Regions from separate parts of the Mus musculus genome. Here region 1 is linked to region 2. The links are chromatin contacts, called in public Micro-C maps. All regions are on one chromosome and are shown on one strand. The core of a region is the stretch at or near the end of the contact, and the rest is flanking DNA. Distances in the headings are between cores, read along the strand shown. Region 1 has its middle 31 kb from the start of Gm30588. Region 2 has its middle 27 kb from the start of Gm30530.

Region 1 (6,578 bases), core at 1,333-3,832, 72 kb after region 2:
AGGGAGGGGGAGGGAGGGAGGGGTGCAGTGTCAGGCCACAGCCCGGTGAGCTCTGGGTTCAGGGACAAATGTTTCTCAAAAGATAAAGTTAATAGTGGAAAACACCAGCCTCAACCTCTGGCTTTCACATGTGTACTTGCATGTACACGCATATACCTACACACTGTTATGCATGTGCCCATACATATGTGCATATGCACACACAACACACATACATGTGCAAGAGAGAAAGAGAGAAATACCAGAAATAAATCTTGTCCTAAAAGTTGATGCCCATTTTCTGACAAATATGACTTCTAGTGACAGCAAGTCAGGCTTCTCGAATAGGACAAAGATGCATGCTTATACTTCTAATTTGATGACGTTTTTAACACAGAGAAAAGATTCCTGAATAGCAAGCTGTGGCTACACATACACTTCTCATTCACTCTGTGCAGCCCTCCCCCTCCTCCCTCCCACTCTGTGATGTACTACACTGAATGAGTCTTGCAGCCTCGGAGTAAGGGATTCATAACTTTTGATTCTAGAAATCAATGAAATAAACACGTCGAGGCCTTGGATGCTTCTCTTTACCTCTGTGGACCTGTGTCTCCTCATCTCCAAGATGAAGGCATTCTAACTCCCAAGTGCCACTAAGGTCCCTGCATGTTGTCACTGATAATGGCAATGTAAATGCTGCATACCCATAACTGACTCAGGGCAAGCCTTGAGAACCCAGTAGAGAAGGATGAAGAGGGGATGGGATGGGGTGGGTGGGATGGGGTGGGATGGGATGGGATGGGATGGGATGGGATAGGGTGGGGTGGGATGGGGTGGGATGGGATGGGATGGGGTGGGGTGGGGTGGGATGGGGTGGGGGGGATGGGATGGGATGGGATGGGATGGGGTAGGGTGGGGTGGGATGGGATGGGGTGGGGTGGGATGGGATGGGGTAGGGTGGGGTGGGATGGGATGGGGTGGGGTGGGGTGGGATGGGGTAGGGTGGGGTGAGATGGGATGGGACGGGATGGGGTAGGGTGGGGTGGGATGGGATGGGGTGGGGTGGGGTGGGATGGGGTAGGGTGGGGTGGGATGGGATGGGATGGAGTGGGGTGGGATGGGGTGGGATGGGATGGGATGGGGTGGGGTGGGGTGGGATGGGGTGGGGGGGATGGGATGGGATGGGATGGGATGGCCCTCAGAATGGTGAGAAGCCATTTTTTAGAGCAGACTTCTTCATGAACTGTGAGACAGCCAGGGAAACAGATCAGCGCCTGCGAGTCACAAAATACCAGCACACTACGCAGCAAACCCCACTAACATCCTCTAATTGGGTAGAAAGTTGTAGAAAAGTCTAAAGTAGAGAAACATTTTCACAAAATTCTGCTTCCCCCCGAACTCACACGGTCACGAGGATGACAGGATCCCACGCAAGGAAGGAACACCTTAGGGATGTTGTAAGGGTTTTCACAGTAACTCTTAGAAGTTAGGAACCAGAACTTTTCACCGTTTTGCAGGGGGATTGAAATACAAAGTGATTTTTACAAACGTTTGGAGCTATCTCTCGGCGAGGAAAACACACCGTTTCCCTGTTTGTTCTTTCAATTTGCTCCACAGACCTTTCCCCCACACTGGTCCCAATAAATCAGTGCACTTCACCAGCACATTTAACGTTGGCCAGACTTTCAATTAGTGACTTTCTCCCAGGCAAGGCCAGCTATGGTCACACAGTTCTTTTCTTAAACTTCTTGCTATTCTCTGGCTCCCAGGAAGTGTGCACCTGTCAGCCAGCCCAGCCCCCACCCTCTCTCATTTTCTTAAAAGCCGGAACTCGGTTTCATTTTTCACTCTTGATTTTAAAGCGGTTGGAAAGCATGAAAGAGAAGGGGCCAGCAAGGGAGGTAAATAAATCTAATCACCGCGAAAAGGCGATGAAAGACCCGTGCCTACGTTTCCTCAATTTGTTCTTGAAATGATCCTTGCCACACTCATTGACTGAGGACCAGCTCTGGGTTCTCCAAAGAGAGGGTTCACGGAGCTGGGAACAAAAGAGCCAGTTCTTTTCAAACACCCATTGGAGTCATTAGTTCCCACCTTTTCCTCTTCACATTTCCAGGCACGGTTAATAAGTAGCTAAATTGACTTCTTTGAATCCTGTGCCTGCTCCTTTCTCTCGCCCACCCTCCTAGACGCATGTGGTTGCGCAGTTCATTCTTTAAGAGGAATGACACCAAGAAAGAAAGTCCTTGAAAAATGGCCACCAGCCACTTAAGAACTACAGACATTTCTAGTAAACTGAACAGCTAAACAGTGGCTGAAAGGGAGAAACGTAAAATCAAACTGGGCAGTGTGGCAGATCTTTCAAGTGCCAGGCTATGTCCCTGGCTCTTATTGTCCCTACGGTGGTCCCTACAGGACACTCCAGGCCTCCTGTAAGAACATACAACTGCCAATGCTCTTCTGACGGTTTTCTCTGGGGTGGTGATGGGAAGGCCTGAGGCGCTGCTGGCCAGGAGCAGCAGTTGGCCTCTAGACAGTGTGGACTGGAGGGCAAACAGACAGTCGTTCGGTCTTCAGTCTCACAGAGGGCAGCTGCTCTGCAAGCCTGTTCTGCTCTGTGTCCCAGAGACATGCCTTGCAAATGTGTCACTGACCACCTTAGCTTTGGGTAACACACAGCCATGGGAGAAAGAGAAATGTCTCCCCCTGGAGGACACACAGGCATGCTCGCTGCCCGTTGTATTAGACTTAGTCTCCCCCACACTCAGCATTCCACCCCATCAACTGCCTGGACCAAGCCGCGAGACCCACTGGAAGCCTTGAGGAAAGGGAGACTCAAGCCACGGATTCTTCAAGTTTCTTGCTGTTCTGTAGCTATATGATCTTTGTCCCTGTTGTCCTGGTTTCATTTCCTCCACCAGCAACCTTGACACCAGGGAAGGCCTGTCGCCTGTCAGAGGGAGGGGCAGAGGTCTTGCTCACTTCACAGGTCTCCTGCTGAGCGCATACCAGAGAAGTTCGGGAACTGAATTTCTGTTTGGTTCAAATTAGAATAGTCACATCCTAATAAGATTTACCTTAAAACTTTACTTCACTCTATGAATCACATAAGAACACGATTAAAACAGAATGCTTTAAGAAATGGTGCTCCAAGGACTTGGGGCTACAGAACTAGAACCTGAACCCACCCCCCAAATACTCAGTAATGGCACATACACCAGGGGCCATCGTGATAATACACTGACTGTCTACAATAGTAAAGTTGCTTACAAACACAGAATGTGACAAATCCTTTCTCCTAAAGGATTCTCTCTCTCTCTCTCTCTCTCTCTCTCTCTCTCTCTCTCTCTCTCTCTCTCTCTCTCTCTCTCTCTCTCTCTCTCTCCTCCCTCCCTCCCTCTCCCTTCTCCCCTTTCTTCCCTCCTCTGTGTTTGGATAGATACATAGATAGATGTATGATAGATAGATAGATTTATAGATGCATAGATAGACAGACAGACAGACAGATAGGTGATATGCAGACAGGTGATAGACAAACCGACTACATATGGTAATAATTGCAGCTTTTGCTTATCTCTTATGAAACATTTGTTTACTTTATGTCCTTGCTTGTTTGTTGTAGCACAAAAGAGTCCATCTCTCTAAGTGTATTCATTGCTGTTACAAATGGAGGGAAAATATAATTAACAGGAAAAAAATAAAAACTGTTATCACATGATGTCTTTTTCAGTTGAAAGGGACATACAAGGAGATAGCTGGCCATGGGACTGGCATCTCAGTTGAAGTCCAAAGGGTTTTCCTACCTCTTCATGGTAGACAAGTGGCCGTGACGACCCCACAGCCATACAGAAGTGAAGACACCGTTTCTGCAGGCTGCATGGACCTGGTTCGCTAAATTCCACTGAGATTCCCCCAGTCACCTGTCATTTCTAAAGATGCAGATGAGAAAAAAATTGTGTGGTGCTGCCTGCAGAATCACACCCCTCCCCCCTCCCCCATCCCATCCCCCCCCCGCACCCCCCCCCCACACACACTTAAAGGAAGAAAGCGGAGAGGCAGAGTCTGGAGGCTAACTTCCCCTGCTTCCGATGCTTCTCAGATTAATCTGAGAATGACACCACTAGGCTGAGGTAAGAAATGCAGGCAGTGGTGGCCACTCAACTCAGTACTTAAGGAGAATCTTCACATTATGTTACAAAGTAACATATTTACACCAGGGGTGGAGCTAATGTCCAAAACAAGCGTCCCCACCTATGATCATTCTGCTTGCTTGTTTGTTTGCTTGTTTGTTCTTTCATTTAAGACGTTTCAGTGACACAGACAAACATAATGAGCCATCTCTACTAAAAATAGAATGTTTCTTGCCTGGCCTGACTTGATGCTGATTTGTGGCGACTGGTTTTGAGGAGAGCAAACATCTTCGATACACAATCACTTATTGAGGGCCTGCGACACCCAAGGCCTGCTGCTGGATGTGCCAACTCAGAGGGACGTGACTCAAGCTGGTGTCTTGAGAGACTTTATTATGATACAGACATTTTTCCAAGATAAAAAATAAAATAAAATAAATACACAACTTTGTGTTTTTCCACAGCCTCTGAAGATTGATTTTTTTCCCCCAAATTCTCTGTAAAATGGAAATTCGGGGAGAAATTAAGATGTGGTTTTATTCACCATTGTTAACTGTGGTTTCTTACCATGGCAGGAGCCTTGGGAGTTTCCTCATTTGGGCCAGAAACAGCAGAGAGGTTCCAATCTCTGTGCTTTTTAAAATATGGTCTTTTCCATCTGTTTCTTAAAATTCTCTCAGCAAAGCAAGGTGATGGTCAGGGAACTGCTGTTTGATTGGACCTAACAGTGCTTAAGGCCAAGGCCAAATAGACCCCGAGGTTAGCTAAAAGGCAGGAATATAGGTTCCTCTGGCCCTAGCCTCAATCCCAAAGATGGAAATTAAAATAAAAACCAAGCCTCAGCTGACAATACCCCTGCCCATCTACTGGAGAATTGGGAGCTAAACTGTGAAAGGCCACATGAAGTTACAGGTCTAATCCACACATTTTCCATGTTCATACAAAGCAACCCAGAGAAAACCCTTCTTTCTATTTACATGGTGAGTGTAGCCCATAGACTAGACAAAGACATTAGAAAACTATTACTGGTTCATCTATATGTAGATTAGTTATTAATGCAAAAACCACAAGTAAAATATCATTGATGACTAGGCACTCAATACATGCTGTCTATGTATAAACTCCTCAGGATAGATAACAGAGTAATATTAGGAAATAACATTCACAGATTATTATATAAGAAAAAATGTATAGGAAACCTGAAATAGAACATTGAGGGGAGAGGGCTACAAGGGTAAAACTTGACAGCTGGAAGCATGACAGGAAAACCAAATTCATGAAAATGTGCAGGGTACAGAACCCTATAATAGGGAATCAATAGTGCCACCTTAAAGGGAGAATCCCAAGTCTGAGACATGACAAAAGACACCGGCTCCCACTGCAGCACCTACGTACCTAACCGACGCAACAAGGCAGGAAAAGGAATAACTGACAAACCACTAGAAAGCAAGAAATAGTTTACAGAGAGAATTCCAGAAGCTCAGGACTTGCCAGAGTGAAGAAATGGGGGAGACCAGGGAGGATTGATGTGTGCATTGCACATCTGCACATGCCAGGTTCATGGGCAACAGAAGGGCTGATACAAAGTTGCAAGGGAAAGACACACTGTTCTAAGTACGACTACCCTACTCAATGAATAAGTTTGCTCTTTGCCAGTGACAATGACAAACAAATTCTAGTTGTATTCTAAAATCAAAATTTTAACATTTATCGAAGGAAAACAGGGACTTGTTCCCTCATAGCTTTAAATCCTTTCTAAATCAAAGCAGGAGAAAGGCACAGCAGGGGAAAGAAAGACATTTGCTTGCTTGTTTGTTATTAAGTGCCCTCAAATGTGAACACTCACTGTTCACTTTTGAACAAGAACACTTAAAGACGAGTCGAATTGATACACAAGGAGGGAGCCTCACAAATCGCTTCAGAGAGACTCCTGTGGTCCTGTTGGTCAGCTGATGACCCTTAACCGTCATTCAACCGCAGGAACTTGAGAAAGACCTGCTCTCCTTTACTAAGATATCAGATCCTCACACTTTTGCCAAATATGGATGCTCTTCACAAGAATGAAAAGAAGGTTATGTTGGTGAGTTGCTGAAAATATTCACAGGCAACTAGAAAATAAACTACAAAGAACCGATAAATAATGTGAATTTCATGAACCGTTGAAGAAATGGGATTTAAGACAAACAGGGAGAAAGAGAGACATGACCACAAAATCATCAGACTGAATTTCCTAAAACATCTCTAATACCAAGTTTGGGGACGGGGTGTAAATGTTCTCCCTGCATTCACGTCTGACTGGTTTCCCAATTTTGCTTTATTTAAAGCAGTCTGGTTCCCGAGCTTCCAAATGCTGCGACCGACCCTTTAATACAGTTTCTCATGGTGTAGTAATTCCAGCCGTAAAATTATTTTGTTGTTGCTTCATAACTGTAACTTTGGTAGTGTTATGAATTGTAATGTAAATATCTG
Region 2 (5,689 bases), core at 1,614-4,113:
TGGATCCTCAGCCCAGCTCCCCAGCTTCAGTGGGAAGGCGATTAAAGGATTAAAATTTGCAGGCAAAGCAATGGAGATCCGAACCATCCCCTCCCCTCCTTGTAACTGAGAAGATAAAAGCTGTTTCCTTTCAAAGCTTCGGGTTAGAGATGAGAGTATTAGCCAATATGTAATCTTATAGCCCCGGCACTCAGCTGAGAGGGGAGAGAGGATAGCCAAGTGTCAATCTGCATTTAGAAAGGGGGGGGGGAGATTAACCCTTGAAATACTCCATCTGAAAACGAAGAAACGTCGTTTCTCTAGGGATGGCTCCCAAACAGGATGATTGGAGATACTGTTATTACAACTGGAAAGAAGTTGGGTGCCGCCGGCGGCATCTTGCAGGTGCCAGGTGGGAAGATTCTACCGAATGCTCAACACACGGGGTAAAAGTGTCAGCCCAGCCCAGGAGGTCCAGAGCACTGGGGCTTGGGCTGGAAATGTAGCTCAATATACAGGTTGCCTTGTGTGCAGAAAGCCTGTGTAAAGATGCACACTTGCAGTCCCGGAACTTGGGAGAGAGAGATGAGAGGGTTGAAGCTTAATTAAGGTCATTCTCAGCTACATAGTGAGTTTAAAGCCGGACGGGACTACACAAGACCATACATCACTAATAGGGGTAGCAAGGGAGACTGGGAGAGCCAAGGTTTTGAGAACCCCTGGTGGGACGATTCTATTCTGGTGTACGTCCTCATTCGTCCAATAGGGGGCGTCCCCTCATATCACAGCCATTCCCGAGGAACCCCAGTCCAACCCTCTAAGTGCATCCTCAGGACTGCTCAGCTTTCCTCCTGGACCATTCCACATGGGAAATTACATACCCAAGGAGCGCTGTCTCCCCACCCAGGCTAATTGATTGCCAGGAAGAACTGCCTTTGCGGTCAGAGAGAGGCACGAGAAAACCTAGCTGTGTCTCTCTTTGTAAACAAGTTGTTTAGCTGTCTCCGCTTTCCATCTAAACAGCTATAGACGTGATCAGACTCTGTGTTTTCAAAATAAGACCCTGCACTTACCACTCTGTTAGCACTTTGGAAATGAGACAGTTCGGCAACATTGGCGCCAGGACAGCTTGGTGCTTAGTGACACCATCAGGGAGAATCTTGACTTAATGTTGTCAATAGGACAACACTTTTTAATACACTTCTGTGTAGCCTAGGGAAGCCATATCTCAGAGCTTCCGATTGCAAGAGTCTTCTTGCAAAGGCCTCACGGCTCATGATTCTAATCGGTACTGGTAAAACTGCTGGCTCTCAGCTCGGTGTTCCCAGTGAAGCCAGAAATGACCCAGGAAGAAGGCAGTCCACCATGCAGTCTGACTATGACTCTTTATGGAAAGATTATTGATCTGTCGATTGTTTTCTTCTGTTAAGAAAAAGAGGCATTATCTATATTTTCGTGGACTGACTATATTCCTTACCGTGTTTTACATGGCCTGACCACATCTCTGCCCTTCTCCACCGCTGTGCCTGCCACAGAGCCATTTAGACATCTTTCTTCCTGAACCACCTTGCTAAAGTCCCAATTCAATATGAGAGTGTCTGGTTGTGAATGAGACCCTCGCAAGGGCTAGCATCAAACATTTACTTCCTTCTGAAACTGCCTTTGTCCCTTTTGGGGGGTTGGGGGATATCAGCTCTTTTAAGATTGGTTGGGTACGTGACAATCTTTGCATGGGATTTGACCATGACAGTAGCTTAACTGGAAAACACTGCAGTAAAACTTTGGCACACCGATAGTGGATTACTTGTAAGGAGCTTTGTACAAGTGCTAGAGAAAACTTTTAGATTATCTGTCTGATAGATTTACCCACTCAGCGTTTGTGCATGCAGTCTGTGCGTGTGAGGATTTATGAAGCTGGCTGATTTAAGTAAGATACACCATGTAACTGGCTGCTTTTACTTATTCTGGAAGCGATGCTTTATATCATGGCATGACTACTTGTGGTATCTGTCCTATGAGTGTGCAATATTGTGCCATAGATTGCGTAGGTTATCAGAGCTAAAGAGCCAGTTTTATCAGCGGCTTGAGGTTGATTGGATACGCCTTTATCAGCGTGTGCTGCAAACGACAAAACTTGCTTACCCACCGTGACTGTCCCAGAAAGATTCACGTGGCAAATGTTTTCTTTCTTTCTCTTTAACATGCCAACATTTAATAGTCTTATATCAGTGAAATACCACTGCATAGATTATAAGAACAATGAGACTTTGTGTGTGTGTGTGCACGTGTGTGTGTCTGTGCATGTGTTTATACATATATCTATGTCTCTATGTACATTTGTCTGTATGCACTAGTGTATCCACATACACTCAACTTATGCTTTAATTTATTTGACTTAAAGCAGTGTATTCCTAAATGATAGTCTAAGAACAGAGAAGCCTCCCAGAGGAGACCCTCCATTTCCCCTGTTGCAGTATGGTTGCAGAGAGGAAGAGCCAGTGGGAGACATTCATTTTTACAAGATGATTGAACAAGGAGGTTGGCTCATGCAGCTGCAGAGACTGACCAGTCCCTCAGTTTGCCTTAAACAAGTGGAATGCCAGGAAAACTGCTACATAACTTGTTCAATCCACAGGATAGAGACCTAAGGACTTTAAGATCTAAAGTCAATAAGGAATGGATGTCCTAGAGTCCAGGGGCAGGAGGGACTGATTTCTCATAGACCAAGGGCAAGAATGATGGACGTTTCATAGACCAAGGGCAAGAGGAGCTGATGTCTCATCATCCAAGAGTGCGGGCGGGGGTGGATGTCTCATAGTCTAAGAGCAGGAGGGGTGGATGTCTTATAGTTCAAGGGCAGGAAGGGATGAATGTCCCATAGTCCAAGAAAGGGTTGATGACTCATGGTCCAAGGGCAGGAGAAGTTGATGTGTCATGGTCCAAGGGCAGGAGGGGTAGACATCCCAGAGTCCAAGGTCAGAAAAGGGTGGATATCCTAGAGTCTACAGGAAGGAGGGATGATTGTTCCATAGTCCAAGGATGGGAGAGGTGGATGTCTCCTGGTCCAAGGGTGGGAAGGGATAGATATCCCAGAGTCCAAGGGCAGGAGGAATAGATGGCCCAGAGTCCAAGAAGAGATAGATGTCCACTCTCATAAAGAGAAAAGGTGTCCTTCCTCTAACCTTTGTTTTCTTCGGACCTTTTGATAATTCGCTGAACTGCATGTGTTGGTGAGGGCCATCTGTGTCCTCTCTACTGGTCCAGACACTTATTTCTTCCAGAAACACCTTCTCAGACACACCCGCACATAATGTTTTACCATACATATGGGCATCCCTGAACACAGTCAGGTTGATGTACAAAGTTAACTAATCATCATACCCAGCTGATAAATCTCACCAAAGATAATTCTTAGGTTTACCTCGTTCAGTAATGTGGGGGTGCTTGTAGAGAGTATTATCAACTGAATTGATTTCCCATTCAAATTTACATATCAATGTCACCTCACCAATTAGACTAGGCCTTAGTCAGAATGTCCCAGGGATCCACCCATCTCTGCCTCCCTGCCCAGGTCTGGGATTACAAGCACATACCACTATGTCTGGCATTTTTTACACAGCTTCTGTAAGTGCTTTGCCAACTAAATCATATTCCTCAGACCCTTGACTGGACTTTCATATCTCTCCAAAAATTCATATTTTGAAATCTTTGTCCTCACAGTGACACTTTTAGAAGGACACTTTGGAAGTTGATTGGGAGGGTGCTGGTGATGGGATTAATGTCTTTTGGGGAGCTCCAGTGAGCTTGTCATGAGGCCACCACGGTGAGAGCATCTAGCAAGTCATGGGTCCACACCAGACACCAAATATGCTAGTTCTTCAATCCCAGACTCCCCAGCACCAAGAGGTGAGAGGGTCAGCTCCAGAGCTCACAGTCCTCTTTCTAGAGTACTTTAGTTACAGCAACCAAAGACTTCTGAAGGCGTGGTGCTATAGATAGCAAAACGGGGTTGATAAAGGGATAACACATTTGGTGGAGGGGCCTGGTCCTCAGAGACTCTTTCTCTGATCCATGGACAGAAGAAGCAGGGACATAATCAGTTTTTCCAATGGCAAATGCCTGGTCAGATGTCATCACCATCAGCTCAAGCTACCGAAGCAGAGTCTGGACAGATTCTCTGTCTGGTGAGAAACCTGTTTCCTGGTTTCTCACAGACCCAAGAGAACAGTTGTCTCTGTCCTGTCTAACCAGGGACTGATCTCAGTGAGGAGCATGCTATCCCATGGTAGTTGAATGAGACTGTCTCCCATAGTCTCAGACATTTGAGCATTTGATCCCCAGTTGGTAGAAACCTCTGGGGAGGGTTAGGATGCGTGGCTTTGTTGGAGGCAGCACCTCAATGGCAGTGCACACAGAGAGTTTAATGACTCCAACTTTCCATGCCACTTCCAGTTCAATCTGCCCAATGTTCGCTGCTCACAGTGTACGTGCTCTCAGCTTCCTGTCCCTGCTTCCACGCCTGCAGCTTGTTGCCACGCACACCTCAACTTTACCACTCTGGGCTCCTATCACTCTGGAACCCTAGACCCAATAATCATTTTTATTTCTATAAGTTGTTTTGGTCATGGAACTTTATCACAGCAACAAAAAAGTAACTAACCCAGTCTGCATGATATAATGTCCCACCTCCCAGGGGAGCGATCGCTACTGACCATCGCCATGGGTATGGGTGCATTGACACATGATGTGTCAGGGAATGCTTAGTCCCCGACACATCTTAGTTCTTCATGGAAGCAAGGAAGTATGGAAGATTTGGAGAAAGAACACACATGTAGTGAATGCTGAATACAGGGGTGCAAAATATCTCTGGTGCATCCCAAGGGGAGTGCCCTCAGTCAGCATGGATGATGTCAGCAGTCACCAATGATGGGAAAAGCATCTCTCCCAAGGGACTCTGGGAAACACAGGGAAGGTGTTGGCGAGAACTCTTTCCTATTATCACCTTACCTCCACTTTTGGAAAAACAAAATACAGCTGGCGGCTTAGAGGAAAATGCCTAACAACCTTTCAATCCAGAGGCTTCTCCTTCTGGAGAGCCCGGGAGAGCAAGCTTACAGCCACTTCACCATTAGCACACCAAAGGAAAAGCCTCGTGCTTGGCTCTAGCACAAGAGACCTTCAGATGTGTAGCCAAGGTAGGCACTGAACAAGCAGGAGACAGGGTGGCCATTAAATGAGCCCTTGCCTTAAGTTTCTCATGACATAAAATCAGAAGGCAGTAACACAGTGCTGGGGGAGATGGCTCAGTGCTTATCAAGCAAGTGTGAGGAGCTGTGTTGGGTCCCTAGCATCTAAGCAAAAATGCTAGGTGCTATGCTACATGATTCAAAACCCAACACTGGAGAAGTAGAGACAGGGAGATTCTCTCAGGCAAGTCGGCCAGCCTACCTGAACACACAGAGAGAGAGACAGAGACAGAAACAGAGAAAGAGACACAGAGACAGAGATGCAGAGACAGAGAGAGACAGACAGAGAGATGGGGAGAAACAGAGAGAGAGAAAACTAGGAGCTCTTCCAGGTTGCTGAGAGAAAGACCTTTAGCATTGGCTCCACTCCCTGGCATGCCTCACGGCCCCTTAGTGTCTCTCTCTGTGGATGCTGATGTCCTGATGGAGAAATGATACCAACTCGAAAAGGGAAAGAGATGATG

Evidence for each region. A called contact is a pair of places that touch in the nucleus more often than the background predicts.
Region 1: a Micro-C map of granulosa cells shows a contact between it and region 2, with 2.9 times the contacts expected there. The contact joins two enhancer-like sites. A contact is called at or near these places in 1 of 15 datasets of contacts at CTCF or cohesin (large pre-B cells), 18 of 484 Hi-C or Micro-C datasets (the C10 cell line, the C2C12 cell line, DN3 thymocytes and 13 more) and 4 of 115 datasets of contacts at active chromatin or transcription factors (CD8 T cells, the HPC-7 cell line, the SCID.adh cell line and 1 more).

Annotation. Positions count from the first base shown.
Region 1 is chr16:93,290,534-93,297,111 of GRCm38.p6, forward strand. No RefSeq gene overlaps it. Among named protein-coding and RNA genes, the nearest start is that of Gm30588, 31 kb to the left of the region's middle. Within about 2 kb of position 2,583, at least 98 of the 459 cell types and tissues checked have an H3K27ac peak or open chromatin away from gene starts, as enhancers often do. A contact at or near this core is called in the C2C12 cell line, the G1E-ER4 cell line and granulosa cells, where this site is marked.
Region 2 is chr16:93,217,853-93,223,541 of GRCm38.p6, forward strand. No RefSeq gene overlaps it. Among named protein-coding and RNA genes, the nearest start is that of Gm30530, 27 kb to the left of the region's middle. Within about 2 kb of position 2,864, at least 9 of the 459 cell types and tissues checked have an H3K27ac peak or open chromatin away from gene starts, as enhancers often do. A contact at or near this core is called in the C2C12 cell line, the G1E-ER4 cell line and granulosa cells, where this site is marked.